Regions from separate parts of the Mus musculus genome. Here all the other regions are linked to region 1. The links are chromatin contacts, called in public HiChIP or PLAC-seq and promoter capture Hi-C maps. All regions are on one chromosome and are shown on one strand. Each heading gives the region's core, a stretch centred on a gene start, on an enhancer-like site or on the middle of the called end of the contact. The rest is flanking DNA. Distances are from core to core; before and after follow the strand shown.

Region 1 (3,942 bases), core at 766-3,265:
TAGAGGTGATCTCACAGTATATTACAATCACAGCAATGCAAACCACTTGGAATTGTCATAAAAGACAATAGGAGGTATCCTTGGGAAGACAGGATAGACAGAATTTAACTGTCTGTAAGTATAGTTCCCGATTCTTATCAAAACTATTATTTTCAGGAATAGAGAAATTAACACTAAAAGTTAGAGAATGTGCTATAATACCAAAGCCCCCAATCACAAAACAATAAATACACCTAGAGGTATTAATTTTCATCATTTTATAATACATTAAAATCACTGAAGTGGAAACCATTTAATACTGATGAATGTAGACTGGATCAGTGATGTGCATGGAATAAGGACAGCATCACTCACATGCACAATCAAGTAAAAGTTTATTGCCTCCTAAGATCAGTTCTTCTGTAGAAAGTCTTCTCATCTTTACAATAGGATAATCCTGAGGAGATTTTTCTCAGTGGAAGTCTCCAAAATTATTTCTAGTGAAACAGAATGTGGCAAAACTGATTTTATGTCCCACTTCCACATTTACCGGAATCCCTTACCATCCCTTCACCAATCCTCCAACATACCTGGATCTTTAGCCACTGTCTCCTGTCTCTCTAATGTTCTAGGGCACTTGTTCTGCTACACAGGTGAGCAGATGTGGGTGATCAGTGAGCCATGTACATGAGAACGAGATTCATCAGAAAGCACATGGATTTCTACTACAGTACTGTGCTCAGTAGATAAAGAGAGGATTTTATAGTGATATAAATATTTAGAACTCATTTCCATTTAGCATAACTGGAAGCCCACATTCAATCACAACTCAGTTAAAACTGACGGGAAGAAATGGAACTCAATGATTGTGATGACAGCACTATACACTTGTGAGATTCTTAATATAGCATGAACCAAGCAAGACTTTGTCATGCAGGGATCACACAATGCACACTTGTTTTCCAGGACCCTGAAGATGAATAAGGGAGAGAGCAAGCAAAGTATTCTCACGTACAAAAACCAGATTGCTGTAATTCTGCAGTATCCAGTCTCTATATAAAAACCTTCTGACCTTTCAGAAGGCATTCCACCTTTTCCTGGAAGAAGTTCACAGTCACACCACTGTCAAGTATCAACAACAAAACAAAACAAAACAAAACAACAACCTACAGTTTGAACAGTTGTGTTAGTGCACACTTTTGGATTCTATTATATTTGCAGCCATTGCTTTTATGACTAGTATATAAACGCTCTCTAGGGATGCCAAGTCACCAAGTAAGTCCTTGGGTGTAACAGGAGAGTTAGGATGGATGAATGTAAATTTCAAGAGCTTTGTCCTTTTCACCTAAACAAAGTGAACTGCATTTGAAATATCAACAGATAAATTCAAATATTCTAGGTTATTTAATAAGAACATTTGGGAAGCTCCAGGTTCGATTGGCTGTCTTTTCCTGTGCTGCACTGCTGACTCTCCTAGGCTGCAGCCAGGAAACTGTGTCTCCTTTTGTTGTTGTTGTTGTTGTTGTTGTCACTGGGGCTCTGATCTTTAAAGAAGCTCTTCTAAACCCGCCCACTACAACCCCGGTTCTGGTCACGTGGCGCCCACAAACATAGGAAAGGACGGGGCTTTCTTTTCCTTAATTACTTTTGTAGACTCCACTCAACTTTTCTCTTTTCTCCCTCTTACTGGGCCAGGCAGTATCCCCGCCCCCCGGATAACCACCACCAAGACCCTAGTTTCCCAGCCCCGCAGCTCCTCTGACCTGGGAGGTTCCAGACCCGCCGGGCTACGGTTCCCCGGCTGAGCCACAGACTGCTGACTCCAGGATGTTCAAGGCATCTGCGGCATAGGGGAGTTTTTGGGTCCTCACAGGACCCCAACCTGTGTCTTCTATACTCAGCTCCGCACCATTCGATCTCACACGATGCAGACCTACAGCTCCTTCAGGTAATGGGCCCTCGCCATTTGGACTTAGCCTTTTCAGCTCAACTTGTCTGGCCTCACTCAGTGTACCATCTTTTTACTTCACACCTCTAACCACGCCCACTCTATACACTTCCGCAACCACCACCCAATGGACATCCACCTTCTATTTCCGGGTGAGCGGCCCCGCCCGTCCCCGTGGAAGACAGTCCCTCTCACCCCAGCCCTGGCTGTCTTTCCTTAAGGCATTTTTGCCTTAGGGAGGGTCATATCAGTATCTTAGATTTTGAAAAGATTGAGGGAAGTCAGTGGTCAGCCCTTTGCTACTAGTCCCGAGCTGAATTCATCCCGCGATGTACTGCTTTCTCCACTAGATGGTGGTCTTGTCAGTACTGATTCAGAAACAAGTTTGTCTTCTGTGACTCATGCTAAAGGTGCTGTGAGGTAAAACAGATTTCTGGTGGATCCAGAGATTTTCCTTGTCCCAGATGCAGAAAACAAGTAAGGTACATATAGCTCTAGTCCTAAAAAAAGACGTTAAACCAGCTCATCTATAGGTCTGGGAATACTGAGGAAGAAGAGGTGTTAAGAAATAAGGGAAAGAAAAGGAAAGACCATTCTCTAGACTCCATATGATTGTAACCAGTAACCAACAACTGTACTTACAAGTACTAGCTTCACACAAGGCCACAGTCAATCTAGGAAAACTAAAAGGCACACTTTTCCCCTCAGATATTGTCCAAGTGTTGCAGGATATTTGATCACACTGTGAATCTGGGATTGTGCTATCGTGTAGCTCTGCCCTTAACACACACTAATCCCTCTGGCTGGAATACAAACACACCCTTAGTACACCCCTTTAATCCCAAACAATGAAGGTAAAGTTAGTTTGTGGAAGGAAGCTCCCTTGTCTGAAAGTGATGTCTAATTGGTGGGTAGACATAGTGAGAAATCAGAGAAAGATCTGACAAAATAGGATATGCCCAACTCTCATGAGAAGAGGGAGGAAAGAGAAGATATGTAAGGGGCAGTAAGAGAGGAAGGAGGCAGTTTTTATCAGGAGAGTTTTACAGAGACAGGTTGAAGAGGGAACAAGCTACACACAGGTGAAGAAAGAACAAGCCAGAGAGTGAGAAAGAGCCAGAAGATCAGAACATATTCCCAAAATTAGTGTGAAGCCAAGTAGAGGCAATCAGTGGAGGCCAAGAAGGAGAGAAAGCTAGATTGAATCAGTGAGTTTGGAGAAGAGCTTGAGCCAGAACAGCTGAGAAGAACCAGCCAGCAAGAGATTAGAAAAAAACAAAAACAAAAACAAAAACTAAAAATGGTTGAGATTATTCAGCAGCAAGTCTCAGAAGCTGAATATATTCTAGGCCTAGCTTGGATTGTACAGAGGCTAGAAGCATCCAGGTCTAGGCCTACCTAGGTTAGTAGATGAAAGTAGTAAGTGTCGGAGACACCAATCACTTTGGTGAAGGAAAAATACATTCACAGGTATGTGTAGGCTCTAGGATTAGACTTGCTGCACATCAGGCTCCAGGACATAGCCCTTAAAAACACAGTCTCACAAATGGCTCTGGTTCATCTCAGTGAGTCCCAGGTAATATGACTAGAGATGAACACAACAGAGAATTTTTCGGATTGTGGACTAGAATAGCAGAGTGGCAGATGAGAGTGAGCAGCACTTCACACACACACACACACACACACACACACACACACACACACACACGAACACACACACACACACACACACACACACAGACACACACAGACACATGCACAAACACTGTGTGTTCGTGTTTGTGTGGGCATGTCTGCATGTGTGAAATAGCCAATAATTACAAACGTTAAATGACCACATCAGTCTGTAATTTCTTTTTAGTTGTATCATATATGGTTTTATATCAGATAAAACTGTCAAGAAGTCTTCCTTGGTTGTGTCAAGAAGTACTTTAAATAGCTTTGTGGTTAGATCTTCTTTGAAGTTTTGCTAAACTCCTGTCAATCTGCTCCTCTGGTCATCTTATGTGGTGGTG
Region 2 (3,942 bases), core at 570-3,069, 180 kb before region 1:
ATTTATCCTGGACTAAAAATGATGGACGCCTTATACCCCCAAAGGGATTAAAAATCCTTATACCCCCAAAAGCTTGCAAAATAAAACACCAAAAACCCTGAGGAGGAGCAAGGGAGGCTGGAAGCAAACTATTCTCACCCATACAAACCAGACGGCTGTAATTCTGCAACATCCAGTCTCTGTACAAAGCCTCCCCAGCATGGTCCTGACATTGCCCCTCCTTCTTGAAGAAGTCCACAGTCACACCAGTGGCTGTGAACTGACCACAAAGTACAAAACAGCAGTAAAAATATTTGTCTTGGTTCACACCTTTAATCCTAGCACTCAGGAGACAGAGTTGGGTGGAACTCAGTGACTTCCACTCCAGCCTGGTCTACAAGGTGAGTTTAGTCCAGATGTAGCAACAGAATGGGCTCAGGGATCAAACACAGCAAACAAAAGAACTAAAAAATTACAGTTTGGTTGTATGTCCATAGAGTCCTTTACTAGAAAGGAGACAAAAGACTACTATTGACATTTTTCTAATATAGAAGAGTTAATTTTTCAAAAGACGCTTTATAGTTTTATAGTTTACAACAATACGTTTCATTCGTGTTTTCATTTTTCTTCTCCCGTTTCCAATAGACGGGATTTCTCCATAGCCCTGACTGTCCTTAAACCATGTCTGTATACCAGGATGACAAGGATCTTCTAGACCTACCTGCCTGTTTCCCAAGATAGGGATTAAAGATTTGTGCTTATAATGTCCTTTCTAACTGTGAACTGTAACAGATGTGCAGCTTAGTTGTCATGTGGGCCCTGTAACAACTGGAGCAGAGCCTGTCTCTGACTCTGTTGTCTGCCTTTGGATTCCTTTTCCAACTGGGCAGTCTTGTCTAGCCTCAATGGTAGATAAGCCTAGTCCTACTGCAACTAGACTGGCTGAGCCACTGGACTCCTCCCCTTCTCTGAGGAGAAATGGAGGAGGAAATTGGTGGAGGAGAAGCAGGAGGAATGGACTGGGAGGAGAGGAAGTGGGGGGAGGGGTGGTGTTTGCGATAGAAGTGTAAAGTAAATAAATTAATAATGAGAAATAAAAGTTTACTTATAAATGTTAATGTTCACAACCATACCTATGTAATTTGCAAAAATAAAATATTCTTTCAGATTATTTGCAACCACTCCTTTATATATAGTATCTAAAAGATATCCGGGGATGCCAAGTCACTGTAAGTCTCCTGGTAAAACAGGCCAGTTAGAGTGAATGAATGTAAATTTCAAGAGCTTTTTCCTTTTAACCTGAACAAACAGAATTGGTTTTCAAAAATCAATACATAAATTCAAATATTCTACTACAGTATTCTAATAGGAACATTTGGCATTCAGAAGTCAATTTAAAAAAAAAAAAAAAAAAAAACAGGATTAGTCCGATTTATGTGAGCTAAAAGTTCTCGACAAGGGAAGAAAGACATCTACAGCAGAATTCCCGAGCCAGGTTCCTTAGAAGCAGAAGACAAACCGATCACACCCTGTTCCCTTCCCGCCCTTTTCCAACCCCACAGCTCCTCTGACCTGGGCGGTTCCAGGGCCGCCTGGCTCCGGTTCTCGCCGCTTTGCGACTGATTGCTGATTCCTCCAGGATGCCCCGCAAGGCACCCGCGGCTGCCTGGAGTTTTAGCTTCCCACGAAGTCCTCTGTGTCCTCTGACCCCAGGTCTGAACCACGCGATTCCCCACGGGGCAGGGCCGCGAGCTCTGGACCTGACAGGTCCTTGACACTTCTGGTTCTTCGTCCCACGTTTCCAGCCTCCCACACCCAGTTTCCAGCTTCCGTTCACGTCACTGCCCTAACTCCTCCCACTGGGAATACTCCTCCCACTCGGAACACTATGTTTTCCACCCCCACCTAATGTCTAACAACCTTCCACCATGTTTCTGGGTGAATATCCCTGCCCCGCGAACACGTCCCTCCCACTTTGTCTCAGGCTTCCTGCCATACAGCTCCAGCTGTCAGGCTGCTTCGGACCCGCTATGCACAGCCTCCCAGTGGCCACTGTCTGCCTAGACCAGAACTGGGCCTAATAGGACGCTGCACCCCGGTATCTGATCCCCATCCTGGGTACTGAATCCTTTAGATGCAAAATAGCCTAAAACTAGCCTCTAGGACACATACTTCATACCAAACAATAACAGGCTAACTTGAGAAGCCAGAGTCCCATTCCCAACACACAAACATAGGAAGCCAATACCAAATTCTGAAAATTTGACTATGGTACAGACATTCAAAGAACTTGGATTTTGAAAAAAAAAAAGAAAGGTGTCTAAAGAAGTCAGTAGTCATCGTTTTGTCATCAGCATAGGGCTGAAGTCATCCCGCACTGTACTGCTTTCACCACTAGATGTCATTTTACTAACTCAGAAAGGCATTTGTCTTCTGTGAGTCATTCACGAGGCTCTTTTCTCATGACAGATTTCTGGTGGATGCAGACTCTTGGCTAGCCCAGTCGCAAAAAAAAAAAAAAAAAAAAAAAAGTAAAGTACGTGGTTCTAGTCATAAAAAAGTCTGTTACTCTATAACAACTCCAGCTCTGGGAACACTGAGGAAGAAGAGTAGGTTAGGAAATAAGGGAAAGAGGGAAAAGGGCTAAGACACACCATCCTCTAGATCCCATACAACTATTGTAATCAGTAACCAACAGCAACTGTCCTTCCCTGCACTGGCCTCACACAAGACCACAGTCAGTCTAGGAAGTGGAACAGCTCTCTATATGTTGGCTATGGATAGAGTGTAGAAGAATCACTGCCTTTAGTTGTCATCCTATACTGAGCACATCAGACTCCAGCAAGGTCTCACAAATGACTCTGGTTCATCTCAGTGATCCCAGGCAAAAATGAATGGAGATGAACACAGTAGAGTGACTGTTGGAACTGTGGACCATAGTGAAGAGGTAGGAGGTGAGAGTGGCAGTATTTGAAGTGGGCACAGAAACACACAATGCTGTCATGTGTGTGTGTCTGTGTTTGTGATATATCTAATAATAGAAAAGGGGGGGGGGTATTTATTCATCCATTCATTATAGACAGAGTTTCTCTGTGTGTACCTGTGTTTAAAAGCTGGTGCTAAGCCGGGTGTGGTGGCGCACACCTTTGATCCTAGCACTCGGGAGGCAGAGGCAGGTGGATTTCTGAGTTAGAGGCCTGCCTGGTCTACAAAGTGAGTTCTAGGACAGCCAGGGCTAAACAGAGAAACCCTGTCTCAAAAAAACAAAAACAAAACAAAACAATACAAAACAAAACAAAACAAAAAAACGGTGCTAATGTGACCAGATCAATTGTTTAATTTTAACACCAGTGTGAGATTTCTTTTTGGTTGTATCACTATGTGGTGGGATTTTTGTTTTTTGAGACATGCTGGCCTGGAAGTCACTGAGATTAGCGTTCCCTGCCTCTGGAATGCTAGGATTGATTCAAGGCATACTCCACCATGGCAGGTTCAGTATCTCGTTTACTATCAGGTAATAGAGTTTAAGAGTCTTGATTGTTGTGTGTGTGTCAAGAAATATTAAGTGTTAAGCTGATTTGTTGTTAGTTCTTTGGAGTTCTGATAGACTCCTGTCATTCTACTCATGGAGTTCTTTTAAGGATGGCATCTTATAATTGCTTCAGTCCCATTGTTTCTCTTAGTTTTATTTATATTATTTATTTCACATTGTTTATATTTGGCATGTTATATACATCATTTCAATTAGAGTATTCTATTTAGTAAAATAGAAGTCTTTAATATCAGTAAACAGAAGATCTTATTAGCACATTTCTATCAAGTTAGTTGAGCCTTTACCTTGCGTAACTATCAGAACCTTATGAGCTGGGCAGTGGTGGCATATGCCTTTAATTCAGGCACTCAGGAGGTCTCTGTGAGTTCCACATCAGCCAAAGTTACACAATTGAAACCCTGTCTCTACAA
Region 3 (3,942 bases), core at 837-3,336, 130 kb before region 1:
GTTACAATGCTCATGTAGTCCTAGTGCGATTCCAGATCAGCTCAATGCGGTAGAGCAGCGAATCCAGAACCTGCCCAAGAGCAATGACCATGGGAATGCAACCGAAACACCACAAATGTGTTGCAGACCAGACAGCCTCTTCAAACAATGGTACTGGGAAAAGTGTCTATGGGCATATAAAATATGAACCTGGGTCCAATTTTCTCCTATCATACAAGGAATCAGACTTTCATGTGTGATCTGAAACAGTGAATCCTGTAGATTAACAGAAATAGGCAACACTTGATATAAGAACTGACTGACAAAATATACTATGTAAAAATTTAAAATTCAGGGAAATAGTAAAATTAAGTATGAAGAGATAGCTTATCCAGCAGATATATTTACTTTATGTGTTTATAGTATCTATATATTATATTTATTATATTATATTATATATGGTATAGTATAGTGTAGAATAATGGACTAAAATCCAGAATCTATTTAAAAGCAAATAAAAATATAATCAATAAATAAGTATATTCTGCTTATTTATTTTGCTCAGCATCTGCTGGAAGGGAAAATGTGCACATATTAAAAAGCTCTGCACATATTAAAAAGTTCATAAGATATAAAAGATATATAATATAAAGAGATTCCAGTTCTACCCAGTCAGTGTCCATACTCAAGTTCCTACACAATAACAAATGAACTTCTTTCAATTAATATTCCCTATACTAAACAGGTAAACAGACTACACTACGCAAAAAAGAAAAATGACAGCAGATATTAAAAGATATTTTCTACAAAAGATTTCATATCTAAAGATAAAAAATATTGAGAAAGATTTCTTTAAATGCCATGAATATGGGGTTCAGTAAAGATGGCTAGTGATCATAACTATAGTAGTGACAGAAAAGTCAAAAGTATTAACATACAAAGCAGAGAGTATTAGGAAATGGTAAAGAGTCCGTTAGATAAAAAGTCCTTGATCAAGAAGGGTGCATGTCACCAAACACAGAATGCATATATCCGCATCAGACAGAAAACAGAAAAATATGTAAAACCTAAAAACTGGTACATTGCCTCTTGTGCTTTTCAGACATGACTAATATCTAAAAGTTCTACAGGGATGCCAAGTCACTAAGTATATATATATATACCCTGGGAGTTAGCGTGGATGAGTGTAAATTCCAAGAGCTTGGTCCGTTTCACCTCAACAAAGAGAACTGATATTCTCTTAGAATATTCTAATAAGAATATTTTGGTAATCAGAAGATCAAAACAAAAAACAAGCAAACAAACAAAAACCAGGATTACTCCACTTTATATGAGCTAAAATGTATCCACAAGGGAAGACATCCACCGCAGAATTTCAGAGCCAGCTTCCTCAGGAACAGAAAAGAAACTGCTCCTTCCTGTTTCCTAGCCCAGCAGCTCTGGTAGCCTGGCTGCAGTTCCAGCTGCGCTGCTGATTGCTGACTGACTCTCCCAGGATGCCCCGCGGCACCCGCGGCACCCGCGGCAGCCAGGAATTTTAGTTTCCCCCAAGTCCACCGTATCTTTCGACCCCAGATCTGCACCACGCGATTACCCACGGTGCAGGACCGCGTGCACGGGGGAAACCTGTCGAAGCGACTTCTGGCTTTGGCTCTAGGTAAAACTTCTCAAACTTCAGTAATTTAGCGTCCCAGCTTCCACCCACGTGTTTCTCCTAATTCCTCACACTCTACACAGTTCCCCTACACATCTCCATTAAGTCGAAAATCCTCCCAATGTGCTTCCGGATCTCCGATCTCCAAATATGTTTCCGGGTGAGCATCTGCGCCCCATCAGAGACCAGTCCTTCCCACTTTGTCTCAGGCTGCCTTTCACACAGCTCCAGCTTTCAGGCTGCTCCGGCTCTGCACAGCCTCCACACACTCTTGTGAGAGCGCCGACCACAAGTGTTTTTGGAAGGACGCTCCACCCGGTATCTGAGCCCCACTCGGGGTTCTAAACCCTTTAGATAAACGACAGCTCCCACCCCCGCCCCACCACCACCAAAACTGGAGCAAGAGCTGTCCCTGAATTAGTTGAATGCCTGTGGATTCCTTCCCCTAACCCAGTCGCCTTGTCTGACCTTAGTCAGAGAGGATATGCTTAGTCCTGCAGTGATTATGTGCTGGGCGGGAGGGGCTGGGGGGCGCTAGTGAATACAGGTGTGGTGGGAATCCCTCTTCTCAGAGGAGAATGGGTGCGGGGAGGGGAAAAGCTGCGAGGGACTGGGGAACTGATTTGGGTAAGGTGAATTATAAAAAAGACAAACAGCCTAACGTCTCCACTGGACTACCAACCTCTGGCTTATATATTTCATACCAAACAATAATAGACTAAATTCAGAAGCGAGAGTCCCATCCCCAACACACAAACATTAAAAAGCCAAAACAAAATACTGAAATATGAACTTGGGGAGAGATATTTAAAGAACTTGGATTTTGAAAAGAAGTAAGTGGTAAGGCCTTTGCAACAGCCTAGGGGTGAATTAATCCCGCGCTGTACTGATTTCCCCAATAGATGGCGGTCTTGTCATTTAAGTCTTCTGTGACAGCGATGCTTTGAGAGGAAAAAAAGAGAACGTTCTGTTTTCCTTTTTTTTTTTAAATGGAGTGGTGAATGCAGCCTCTTGGCTGTCGCAGATGCAGAAAATAAGTGAAGTATGTGTTCCCAGGCCTAAAAACGTCAGCTACACCACCCCATCTCTAGCTCTGGGAACAAGGAAGAAGAGGTGGTTAGAAAATAAGGGAAAGGTTAAGACACACCATTCTCTAGACTCCATACAAGTATTGTAATCAGTAACCAATAGCAGCTGTCTTTACCTGCACTGGCCTCACACAAGACCACAGTCAGTCTAGGAAAGGGAACAACAGCTCCCCTTACCTCTCAAACATTGGCTATGGATAGATTGTAGAAGAGTCACTCACTGTCTTTAGTTGTCATCCTGTGCTGAGCACATCAGGTTCCAATACATAGCTCCAAACCCAGTCTCACAAATGGCTCTGGTTCATCTCAGTGGATCACAAGCAATATGAATAGAGATGAACACAGTAGAGTGACTGTTGGAATTGTGGACCAGGATAGTGGAGAGGTAGGAGGTGAGAGTGGGCAGTATTAGATATGCCCATATGCACACACACATTCTGTGTATATATTCATATGAGTATGAAACAGCTAATAATAGAAATGGGGGCTCATTCATTCATTTATTGAATGTAGACAAGGTTTTCTGTGTAATCCTGTGTTTAATGGTATGTGCTACCATGCCCAGCTCAAGTTTCTTTGAAAAGACCACATGAGTGTGGAATTTTTGTTGTTGTACCAGTATCTGGTGGGATTTTTGTTTGATAATTAATTGGTGTGTTTGTCCATGAGGGAGACATTCCACCATACCATGATCATTATTTAGTTAAATGTAAAGGAATAGTTAGAGTAAGGAAGTCTTGTTTTTTGTGTGTGTTTCAAGAAGTATTAAATGTTAAGTAGCTTTGCGGTTAGCTCTTCTTTGCAGTTCTGATAGAATCCTGTCGATCTAATTGTGGGGTTAATTTCAGGGTTACATTTTATAATTGCTTAAGTCACATTGCTACTTTGTGGGGAGCCGCCCTCACATTCGCCGTTACAAGATGGCGCTGACATCCTGTGTTCTAAGTGGTAAACAAATAATCTGCGCATGTGCCAAGGGTAGTTCTCCACTCCATGTGCTCTGCCTTCCCCGTGACGACAACTCGGCCGATGGGCTGCAGCCAATCAGGGAGTGACACGTCCTAGGCGGAGGATAATTCTCCTTAAAAGGGACTGGGTTTCGCCATTCTCTCTCTTGCTCCTGAAGATGTAAGCAATAAAGCTTTTGCCACAGAAGATTCCGGTTTGTTGCGTCTTTCCTGGCCGGTCGCGAGAACACGTGTAAGACTACTTATCATCTTG

What was found. HiChIP or PLAC-seq counts read pairs in DNA pulled down with a chosen protein or histone mark. Capture Hi-C pulls out chosen DNA fragments and counts their contacts.
Region 2: a promoter capture Hi-C map of adipose tissue shows a contact between it and region 1. The contact joins the promoter of Zfp948 here to the promoter of Zfp677 in region 1. A contact is called at or near these places in 11 of 39 promoter capture datasets (the 3T3-L1 cell line, the C10 cell line, cranial neural crest and 6 more), 1 of 15 datasets of contacts at CTCF or cohesin (the NIH/3T3 cell line), 2 of 484 Hi-C or Micro-C datasets (nephron progenitors and uterus), 2 of 115 datasets of contacts at active chromatin or transcription factors (effector CD8 T cells and memory CD8 T cells) and 3 of 9 other capture datasets (adipose tissue, liver and pancreatic islet).
Region 3: a contact with region 1 is called in an H3K27ac HiChIP or PLAC-seq map of regulatory T cells, with 3 times the contacts expected there. The contact joins the enhancer-like site here to the promoter of Zfp677 in region 1. A contact is called at or near these places in 3 of 39 promoter capture datasets (hematopoietic stem and progenitor cells, macrophages and pre-B cells), 1 of 15 datasets of contacts at CTCF or cohesin (the NIH/3T3 cell line), 16 of 484 Hi-C or Micro-C datasets (CD4 T cells, CD8 T cells, the G1E-ER4 cell line and 10 more), 14 of 115 datasets of contacts at active chromatin or transcription factors (CD8 T cells, bone marrow-derived macrophages, effector CD8 T cells and 10 more) and 3 of 9 other capture datasets (adipose tissue, liver and macrophages).

Annotation. Positions count from the first base shown.
Region 1 is chr17:21,381,821-21,385,762 of GRCm38.p6, reverse strand. It overlaps Zfp677 (zinc finger protein 677), which reads right to left and starts at 2,015. Exons shown (of 4, transcript NM_172486.2): 1 at 1,743-2,015.
Region 2 is chr17:21,564,855-21,568,796 of GRCm38.p6, reverse strand. It overlaps Zfp948 (zinc finger protein 948), which reads right to left and starts at 1,819. Exons shown (of 6, transcript NM_001002008.2): 1 at 1,552-1,819.
Region 3 is chr17:21,514,490-21,518,431 of GRCm38.p6, reverse strand. It overlaps a transcript of Zfp53 not described here. Among named protein-coding and RNA genes, the nearest start is that of Zfp52, 19 kb to the left of the region's middle. Within about 2 kb of position 2,086, at least 421 of the 459 cell types and tissues checked have an H3K27ac peak or open chromatin away from gene starts, as enhancers often do. A contact at or near this core is called in CD8 T cells, the G1E-ER4 cell line, the HL-1 cell line and 23 more, where this site is marked.